2 separate regions of the Mus musculus genome follow, and region 2 is linked to region 1. Evidence: chromatin contacts called from public HiChIP or PLAC-seq data. All regions are on one chromosome and are shown on one strand. The core of a region is the stretch at or near the end of the contact, and the rest is flanking DNA. Distances in the headings are between cores, read along the strand shown.

Region 1 (5,538 bases), core at 2,625-5,124:
TCCATTGGTGTGGGTTAAAATGGGTGGCCTGCATCAGGCCCAGGGCTTGGGGCCACTGGGCGAGGCAGGGCAAGAAGTTAGACTGTGCGCACCCCATGCTGCCGCTGGGCAGGCATCGGGCTGTGAGAAGCCTCGGGACCCCACTCGAGGGGTGGGAAAAGGCACAGTCTGAGGCCCCCTGGGAACTGCCAGGAGGTGGCTCGTGGGTCCCCAGGCTGCATGGAAGCCAGGGATGGCAGGTTCTAGCTCTTAGACACCAAAGCAGATGCCACTCAATGTTGCAGTAGAGCTGAGAAAAAGAGGGTGGGCCTGTGGGCGGGCTCTAGCCTGGTGTGGGAGGCTTGGCTGAGAGTGCAGGGAGGCCTCACATGGGAGATTAGATGTGGCTCTTTAGAGAAAGACCTGCTCCATTGTCCCGATGAGAAGAGATAGTCCATGGTTTTAAGGCGTTTATTGTCATGGTGGAGAGTTGTGATGAGTGAAACTGTACCCCTTTTCTCGTGGCAGGCCTAAGGTTAAATGCCTTTTGCGGGGAGGAGTGTCTGGGGAGGAGAGTTTAATTGGCTAAGCCCATTAGGGCTTTGGGCACTGCGTTAAAATGGAGAACTGTCTTGAGGCTATGTGATCCGTAGTCATGTATTCTACCTGTGGAGGGGTTTGGGGTATTGCCTTACGTGACTGATGGCCACAGAATTGTGGGGAGCTGATGCCTCGTGTCAGGAGCCTGGGGTCTAGGAGTATGGCAGGCCTTCTATCCCTTGCAGTTATCTGCTGGGTCTCTGGGGTTTAAACCTAGCTAGATCAGAAAACAGGCTGCCTTTCACAGTCCCACACAATGGGACATTGCCTACCTCGGAGCTGTGTGGTTCCTGGTTTGGAGCCCCATGATATGTTTCAATTGAGGCAGGAATGCTAACACAGCATCCTACATTCTCACCCCATGTCTTCCTTTACATCTCCTTTTTAAATGTTTGCAGTCAAGAAAGTTTCCTCAAAGACCCAGGAGCTCTACCCTTGAGGTGTAATTATGAAGAAAGATAATGTTCAATCTATTCAAACACAGGGGAAAAAAAACCCAGATCTACCTGTCATTTGACTCTAAATTGTAGTGGTCTCCTTAGTGGATCGTGGCTCATTAGCTGTAGTTGAGAATAGGAGTTTCTTCTGTCTATGCAGGGTCCTTCCTGAGTGTCCTCAATACCCATCACTCTGGATTTACACCCATTCAACAATACAATTCTTTTCTTTGTTTTCTGCCCTTTAAAGACTCTTCCTGATCTGGGATTTATTTTTAATTATATTTTCCCGATGGGTACATAATAGTTGAATAACTTGTCGAGAACACCTTGCTACTGAGTGTCATAGTGCACCGTGAGCTCAAGTCCCTGGCTCCAAATTCCATGTGTGTACAGGTCTTCCCTTGTTTCTTTCTCTCACCAACTGAGTTGGAGGATGTGTGTGTGCTCGGCCTGAGACAACACTATACACACCGTTCCCTGACCAGTTCTCTTAGATTATGAGTTACTCCTTGAGATAACTGACATTGTGAGCCATGCAATCCATTGTTGAGGAGCTATTCTGTATGGTAGATCTTTAGTGGCATCTTTGATGTCTACCTATAAGACAAGTGTGTGTTGAGTGTGTGCAAAACCAATCCTACAATGGGAGAAAGAAAGACCCTCCCTCAAAGGCATGGCAGGAAGAGAGCAGAGAGCCACAGATGGAAGAGAGTACACTCTCCAATGGTTGGCTAATGATCCAGAAGCTGAGAAAGTGGCTTATTAAGATTTGCTTATTCTCCTTTTGCTTTGGTTTTGATACAGTGTCTTGATACGTAGCCCAGGTGAGCATGGAACTCTCCATCCTCCTGACTCAGCCTCTGTAGTGTTGGTATTACAGATATGCACCAGCAACCCTGGATTAAATCTGCTCTTTTTCAGAAATAAGAGGAAGCAGAGTGAGGTAAGCATCAGATTCACTATTCTTTCATTCCGCACTTTTCCCCCTGGTTGTACTAAAGTGCCTAAAAATGGATCACAGTAAAACTCTTATTTTGCCTGAGTATTGTGTTGTGATTTCTTGCTTTTAGTGAGATTTAACGGCTCATCAAGTCCCCTCAAGAATTATTGAGGGAAAACCATTAATGATTTAGATCAAGGTCTGTACTTCAGACTTGATAATAGGGACCATAACAAGCAGGCAATTTTACCGAGCCTGGGTATAATCCAACGAAAGATTTTTATAAAGTTTATTTCCTGGTATATTCAAGTCTTATATCTTGACTGTAATAACAACAATCAAAAATGAAAAAAAAAAGAAACATTGATAGATAGTTATAGCATTTGACCCTAGATACTTTCAAATTGAAAAGAAACCTCACGTGCCTCAGCCTTTCCTGAACAGTCTGGACTTTCAGAAAATCCCAGAAGCGGTGCTCTCTCCACTTCCTTCCCCGCTGCCCAAAGCACGATTTCTTTCCCACAGTCAGCAAGTAACTACGCACCAAAGATCTGCTATCTCACCAGCACATTAGGAAAGACAAAGAGTCATGAGACCCAGGGTCTCCTTTCCCAGGCTAGGTCACTGCTGGAAGAAACTGGTTCTATCCATGAAGTGGGAAAGTGTTTGCCAAACTTCCAAGCCTGGCAGCTCCCATGCTCCCCAACAGAGTCAAACCCAGGTTCAACACTGATGCATCGGCACTTACAAGTACTTACGCTTGTAAGTAACGGTGATGAGGGAGTGTTTAGTTTTCTGCTTCTTGGTGTATGCCAGACAAATGCAAGTGGAAGTGATATCTTTCATGGTCGAGAACTTGGCATTTTATCCCGACTGAGGATCATCGGGAGTCCAAGGCCAGTATTTGGCTACATGAGACCTAGTCTCTGAAAACAAACAAATATTTGACATGCACTTTTCCACTGTTCCTGGATGCATGACAGTTATACCTATCATCTCTTTCCACACCAAGGTACCTCCAGTAAGACAGAAGCTCTGAGGAGAAAACTCGCTTTGTCCTCGTGGACTTCTCCAATGTTCTGTTGGATCCTGTAGCAATCACATGTTGGCATTATAAAAATCTCACCAGATGCCATATTTCTGGAGACACGTGTTGTTTTTCTTGCTGAATGAAATTTTATTGTGGCTCCTGGTTTCAAAGATTTTAGTCCATCTTCTTGGTGCCACTGATTCTGGACTTATGGTAAGACAAAGCATCATGGCATAGAGAGAAGGTGAAAGAAAGTCTTTTTACCAATCACAGACAGGAAGCAGTGGAGAAGGACCTGGGGACCAGACATAGCCTCTCAAGTTCCATTTTCAGTTACCTGCTTTCTCCAGCAAGGCTCCACATCATAAGGTTGCCAGAACCTCCCAAGATAGCAACCGAATCTGGAGACCTAATAATCAATACATGAGCCTGTGGGGATATTTTATACTAAAACTAGAACAGTACTTTAATCAAATTTTTGTTGTCTAAGTTACTAAGCCTGCCGCTTAAACTTCTCCTAAATTAACCTTGAATTACATGCCTGGGAAGGTGGGAGAGGGTTGCAGATGGGCAGATTTTACTTCTTCTTCTTCTTCTTCTTTTCTTCTTCTTCTTCTTCTTCTTCTTCTTCTTCTTCTTCTTCTTCTTCTTCTTCTTCTTCTTCTTCTTCTTCTTCTTCTTTTTTTTTTTTTTTTTTTTTTACCATAAACCTACTACAGGCTTGGTCACTTCAGCATTGGCCATTGTATGGCTGCCAAGGTCAAAGGCTGCCCTGAAGATCTCCTGATAGGAATTCTAAGAACATTCTACCCCTGGGAAAACCCCTGCTGTATTATGACACCACAGCAGTTGATATGAAAGGTTAACCCAACCCCTTCACCTCTCAAAGGCCCAGTGTCCTATGTGCTTGAGTAACCTCCTTGCTGACTCGCCTATGTCCAACACCACAGAAAGCAAGCCAGTCCCACCAGGTCTGAACTGTATACTATATCCTTGGCAGTAAGGTCACCTATTTGCTTCTCTCTATATCCTTGGGGGAAATGGAGGTGTCCTGAATCTTAGGCACATATCCAAGGATACAGAAGTGCCTTACACTTGCTATGCACAGCCCAATGACACAAAGATAGAGATTTTCCTCTTCATTTAGTTAATCTCTTACTTTCCCTGTCATTATCAATTTTTTTTGGGGGGGGCAGGTACATAGTTGTATCATTTGTCACAGTTGTATGAGTCAATTTTTGCCCTTTGGAACCCTTCCCACTGTCCCAAATTTATCTGATTTGCCCTGAGATCTGGACATTTGTTCTGTTTCCAGTTCAGTAAAATAGGTTTTTCCATAATGAAACAGTTCCTCAAGGAGGATGATTCTAAGCCATCTTCGCAGCCAAGCCTCATGCTTCAGAAAACCCACTGGCTCACACTGACTGCCACCATCCTTTGACATAAGTACAGTTCGTGTTCCTGTCTGGTGTTGTTGTATCCTATTTATGCTTAGAAATTATTAACTATATTAAGGTTAGCCTGGCCTATATAGAAGCCCTGTCTCAAGAAGTTAATTTGGGAACAAATATGTGTTGGCATTTTTTTTTTTTTACTATTTTATTGTGTTTTTAATATCTACCACCATTCCAACCCTTATTACACCCTAATCCCTTCCAACCCCACAAATGCTAGGTAGGAGAGAAATAGGGTTAGAGGGAAAGGCGGCATAGATCTCTTAGAGCCAACAAAACAGACTACTTTCTGCTGGCTAGGGACACTGTATATTTCAGGGTCAGTCTTGATCTTCAGGAAATCTCCAACTTCTACGTCTTGTCTCTTTGCTCCCAAACACTTCACAAATGACAACAGCAACTGGGAGCAACAGCCTTTCAGAGCACCTCACCCATCTTGGGGGCTACGGAATTTATACCCTCTCCAGATGCCCCAGAATTAAACTATCTGCAGATAGCAAAGATCACACCCGCACTAGTGCATGCAGCAAGTCATGATCACCCACTGTGGAGCGGCCTCTTCTTCCACTCCTGGGATAACAACAAAAGCATATTCACATAACATAACTGGGTTGTTTTAAAGAAAATAAGATTCTCACTACAAATATGGCTATTGTACATTTTCTGTCTTCTTATTTCAGAATAGTGGAGATGGAGGAGAAAAAAAGTAGAAGATGCCAGAGTGCCCAGCCTACTTTACCCACCACTGTCTTACACAGAATCTGAACATCAAATAGGTCACCTTTGAAATTGGAAAGTAGATTAGATTTGAAATGAGAAGGTAGATTGAATTTTGCATACTAATACCCAAATGCTTTAGAATTATGTTCCAAGCCATTTATTTCTGTTATTTCAATTTTTTTCATTGTATTTGAATGTGGTGGCACATATCTATAATCCCAGCACTTGGAGGTAGAAGCAGAAAAATTAGGAGTTGAAGGTTGGCTACACAGTGATTCCTAGGTCAGCCTGGCTACATATGATATTTCTGCCTTTCTGCCTCGTGTGTGTGTGTGTGTGTGTGTGTGTGTGCATTTGATAGTAAAGATATAATTT
Region 2 (5,478 bases), core at 2,564-5,063, 62 kb before region 1:
GTTTTACGATAATTGTAGAATATCAGAGCCTAAGGCTCTTATTCAGCATAAATAGTTTGCCCATATTTTGCTTAGCTCTGAAAGCAGCAACCTCCTACGTAAGGATTGTTTCTTCATTTTGTACTTTTGTGACTGCATAGTATACTGTATTACTAACTCTGATATTGCCCTTATTTTAAAAACAAGACCCACATTTGACTCATGGTGATGTCTCTTTGGATTCAGGCTCACATTGCCTCTGGCCATGCCTCTGTTACCACAGTGAATTCCCACTGCAGTTCTCTGGCTTACAAAAGGGAGTCCCGACACCATTAATACTTTCCCGCTTCAAAAGAAACAAACACTTCTGTGAATTCCCCTTGATAGCCGTAAACTCAGTCATTCACCCATTCCTCCTGTGAAGAACTCTCTCTAAAGACACTAAATGCTAGGAAAATATGAGGGGATGGGACTACTGTCACTAGACTCGGAGAACCCATATTAGTGAGGACAAGGCTTGTAAAGCAAGTATTGTGGACACAAACAGAAATCATAGGAAATACTCTGGAGAGCAGGAAGTAAGAGTGGAGCGTGGGTATAAAAGAATCCAAGTCTAAATGTGAAAATCAGGTAAGATAAGACACTAGGTGATGGAACTCTTCTGAGAACAGTATTGAAATGGGTTTAAATACAGTCTTGTGAAAACCAAATCTGGGCTAATGAAACACATAGAGTCAAGTCTAAGTTAGGGTTTTACTGCTGTGAACAGACACCATGACCAAGGCAACTCTTATAAGGACAACATTTAATTGGGGCTGGCTAACAAGTTCAGAGGTTCAGTCCATTATCATTCAAGGTGGGAACATGGCAGCATCCAGGCAGGAATGGTACAAAAGAGCTGAGAGTACTACATCTTCATCTGAAGACTGCTAGCAGAATACTGGCATCTAGGCAGCTAGGATGAGGGTCTTAAAGCCCACAGTGATACACCTACTCCAACAGAACCATATCTTACAATAGTGCCACTCCCTGGGTTGAGCATATACAAACCATCACAAGTCACTTCCACATTACCAAACAAAACAGGAGAGTGGGTTCTGAGACCCCAAGATTAGTTACGACAGAACTTGAGAGAGTGGGCAAGAGTATACCTATTAGAAGGCCTGGCAGGGCATCTGCAAACCTCTAGAGAAAAGATCTTAAGAGACAACTCTAAGCCAGGCAATGGTGGCACTCACTTTAATGCCAGCTCTTGGGAGGCAGAGGCAGGCACATCTCTGAGTTCCAGGCCAGCCTAGTCTACAGAGTGAGTTCCAGGACAGCCAGGGTTACACAGAGAAACCTTAGGTACCTAGGATAAAAGTTTAAGAACCATCAAATCAATGGGCCATTCTCCACCATACCACTTTCAATGAGACTGAGTTCACTCATAGAGCTGCCTGTTTTCCCAGCATTTTAAGAAAACATTTTCTTAAGCTCCAGGGAGGCACCAACAATTCTGTGACAGATTGTACTTGCTAATGTATAGACAAGAAGCATGGGATTGTGAGACATGAACTCAATTTCCAGAGCTCCTGAAATGAAAATCTCTTCTTAGAATTTTACAACAAGAAGATGGTGGCCACAGGATACAAAATTTCAGTGAGATAGAATAAGCTCTCTAGATCTTTCGAATGGCATTATGGCCACAGCTAGTAACATCATTTCATATTCTGGAAAATCACCAATCACAGATTTGTTACTAATATGCACAAAATTAAAAGTGTATGAGGAGAACATATACCAACTGGATTTAAACAATGACACACAATGCTTACACATTTCTAAATATGTTGAACTCAATAGAACTCAATACAGGTATGCAAATTTGATCAATTATAGATAAATTAATAAGTATGGTAGTTGAGTCCCAAAGACAATTGTACTACAAGAACCCCTTCCCAATCTCAACTTATAAACAGGATTTTTCTTTTCCAGCTAATGCTTCTTTTCAAAAGGACCTTCCATACCCCCCTAGTTGAAAATGCAGTTCTTGGCACCTGACTTCTCTGTTCATTGAAAATAGATTAAGAATACAGGCTCATAGGAACAAGTGTCCTATGTGAGTATTTTCTAAAGTCTCCTGTGGCTTAAGGCTTACTTGTAATACTTGAGTCCTGCTAGCCCACATGTCTAACCCCTATTTTAAGATTAGTACATATCCATTACAATCAATGCCCCCTGGCTAGCTCTTCTGGGTGAGACTTTGAATTGGCAGTCATTTGTGTAAACAAAGCAATAACCACAAAATATTCAACAAATTAATCATAGGGTTCAACAACTACATAATCCAGAGAGAATGCAAAGACAATATTTTCATAATACATCTTTCTTCTTTTTGAGTGTCTAGTATGCTACAACACCGTTGGTTTCCTTTCTAAAAACAAGAATCAGAAATTTTGTGCCTGTTTTCCCTCTCATTAAATACTCTCTCCCTTGTCATAATTACTCCCATTTAAAAATGTTTTTGAGAAAGAGGCATAAAATTAGGGGACTCCTCTGGGTTTTAGCTCAGTGGTAGGTGCTTGGCCAGCATGTTTAAGACCCAGGTAGATAGATAGATAGATAGATAGATAGATAGATAGATAGATAGATAGATAGACAGACAGACAGATAGTTTAAAGGCAGGACAGGCATTTCCTTTACATGGTACCATTATTCCAAAAGTATTACAAAGCTACTTCTCAAAGGATAAGAAGAGGATCACACTGGTTCTAATTCTCAAAGCCATAGGCTCCTGAATGCTAGAGGTGGATTGCTTCCCAGGCAAAGCTCTACTAACCCTTGTATTAACACATCGTGAGTCAGGACATCTCAGAGTTTAACACAGCCGAGAACAGCCCTTTGAGAAGTCCCCTTGAGCCAGGCTTCAAAACAGGTCATCTGGCCAGTGAGATTGGATGCAGCTCACTGAATTCAGGAGTTCAATAAAAGCCTCCAAGGATCCAGAAACCTAGGCCTTTCCCCCAGTGATTCATCTCCATCAGCAGTCAGTGTTGTTTAAAGTCTGAGTGTCAATTGCTTCACTGGCAGCAATTTTGATTGAAAACCATTGAAGGGTGAAGCCAGCTGGAGAACACTTTAGACAGTTTGCTACTTGTTCATGTCTCGCTTGAGGATATTTGGTTAATAATGAAAAATTAGACAGATTATAAAATATATAATTTCCAGCTATAAGAAAAGCACTCTCATGTTTAAACAAATTTCTAATGACTAAAGGAATTTTTTAGACTACTGAGGCAGCTATAGACATGTCTCTTTTGTTTATTAATAATAGCTATTAGTATCTATAACTAAGTAAAAATGAGTAACTAACTCAAACAATAGTTGAAAACAGCTAACTTTTATAAATATATCTGGAAACTTGGCAAAATCTTTCTCCTGTAAGGTTGGCATTTTAATTACTTTTAGCAGATGAGAAGCTGGACATGAAGGAGTGAAGGATGGTGGCTCATGGGCATGTCATCTCTGTCCTTCCCACCTGCTCTGTGGCCAGATCTAATTACACCGGGTTAACCTTGCTCTCTGGAGTTTTGGCTGCATATCTCTGCTCCATATGTCTGCTGTCCTGAAGGTTGACAGTGACTTCCTCGGAAGAAGACAATAGCCTTCTCTTCTCTATTCTTTCTCTATACTCACCTATTCCTGTCCACTTCCACCTCTTCCTGTCTCCTCCTACTCCTCTCAGTTACCCACAGCCCTTGCACCAAAAGAAACTTCTGAACACACCAGGCTTATTTCTGAAATTATGTCATAGAACAGGAATGAGAGGCCAGAAGCATGAATGAGGTTTGAAGTGAAACAAGGATGAGTTATTTAGCTGGCCACTGCTTTTGCCAACTGGTACTAACTCCTCAGAATCTTCTGGGGAATCTTATGAAACCCATGGGAGACGAGTCTTTGGGCTGGAAATATGGTGCGTGCATCAACTGGCAACCATTCCTTATTCTTCAGTGGTGGTGTACCCCCTCTAACTCCAGGTTGTACAGACCTGAATGCTAAGCAGCACTGAAAAGGTGGGCAACATCTCGGTAGCAGGGGATGCTGGGCCAGGTCTGGAGAAGCTGCAAGGGGCAGGCCAGTTGTGGAGGCTGATAGGTTTGTTTCAGAGAAAATGGAACAGAGTTTTAAAGATGGGGTCCTTGCATTGTTAGTCTGGGGTGCTTATCCACCCACTTGTTTCTCCCTTTATTCTTATTAAAACAGTTCCCTCTTTAAACTTTCCTCAGTTTCCTCATTGGATTGGATATTTGTTCCCTGTTACAGTTATGTCTCCGTATCCTTTTAGCTGTTCTCTCCAGATGCTGTCTCTCGGCTCTCTAAACAATGACACGCAAAGGATTCATGCTTCTCTCATGTACTGTGTGGATAGTATCTTTCTAAAGATTTATAATTTCTGGAATCTTGAGATTTTACAATATTTCAGGAATAAGTCTATTATAGATACAAGTAGCTAAAATGAAGCCATGTTGGAATACAGTTGGCCTTTAATGGGATAAAACTGGTGTCCTTATAAGGAGAGGGAGAGAGAGAGAGAGAGAGAGAGAGAGAGAGAGAGTAAACCATTCTATAAAGACAGGAGCCAAGAAAAACCAGACATTGGCTGAAGCCATCAAAAGCTAGCAGAAGTATGGAAAGGAGTCTCCCTCTTAAAACTTAGAAACAACTAACCCTGCCAACACCCACATCTCAGACTTTAGTCTCTACAACTCTGAGAGAATAAACTGTAGTTGTTTTAAAGTACCTAGTTAGAGTGCCTTAGCTAAGACAGCACTAGAAAGCTAATAGCCTTCCCATTTGGGCTTTCTTTCAAAGACCCACTAAGGTTTTATGGAGACCTATGTTTTCTCATGTTTCAACCAATTAAAGCAAATTTTCCCTGAGCTTCTACCTCAGTGCAATAGCTGTCCTTTACTAGTTAACAGTATGTAAAAAGAATGAGTCTCTTTGCTAATGTGTTTATTAGCTAATGTGATACCTAGCGACACAGTAAATCTCCTCCAGATAGACTCCATGAGGACAGTGGTTTGGTCCATCCTGCATGCTACTCCTGCCCAGCAGCAACTGCCCTTCTCACAAACACCATTGCTTTTTAGGAGATACTATTTAGTAGTTCCCTGCCTTGGCTTCCTCCTTAGCTCCCCTTGAACCCCTTTCCACACATACCTAACCCTGAAGGTAAGAGGTCAGGAGTAAGACTGGATGGTGGGTCCTCTCAGGTATGTTGCTTAACTGAAATGCTTTACATTGCATAAATATCATTGGAAGGAGGCTTCCCATGGTAGACATTTTGCAGCTGATTCACTGTGTCACACGACGCCTTTCTTTCTGCTCTGTGTCTCCAAGCATGGCCCCAGGAGACAAAACTGTCTTGGCTGCCTCCTGATGTCTTACTTGTTGGTGATCTCCAGTTAAATAGTGAGCCCCCCACACTCCGGAAAAATCAGTCCTCTCATCTGT

The links. HiChIP or PLAC-seq counts read pairs in DNA pulled down with a chosen protein or histone mark.
Region 2: a contact with region 1 is called in an H3K27ac HiChIP or PLAC-seq map of embryonic fibroblasts, with 18 read pairs. The contact joins the enhancer-like site here to the promoter of 1700124M09Rik in region 1. A contact is called at or near these places in 2 of 484 Hi-C or Micro-C datasets (both in rod photoreceptor) and 3 of 115 datasets of contacts at active chromatin or transcription factors (double positive thymocytes, embryonic fibroblasts and embryonic stem cells).

What each region holds. Positions count from the first base shown.
Region 1 is chr10:19,085,543-19,091,080 of GRCm38.p6, reverse strand. It overlaps 1700124M09Rik (RIKEN cDNA 1700124M09 gene), which reads left to right and starts at 3,874. Exons shown (of 2, transcript NR_166085.1): 1 at 3,874-3,960; 2 at 4,305-4,455.
Region 2 is chr10:19,147,701-19,153,178 of GRCm38.p6, reverse strand. All of the region lies in intron 1 of Gm20139 (predicted gene, 20139), which reads right to left. Among named protein-coding and RNA genes, the nearest start is that of Gm20139, 8.7 kb to the right of the region's middle. Within about 2 kb of position 3,813, at least 25 of the 459 cell types and tissues checked have an H3K27ac peak or open chromatin away from gene starts, as enhancers often do. A contact at or near this core is called in embryonic fibroblasts, where this site is marked.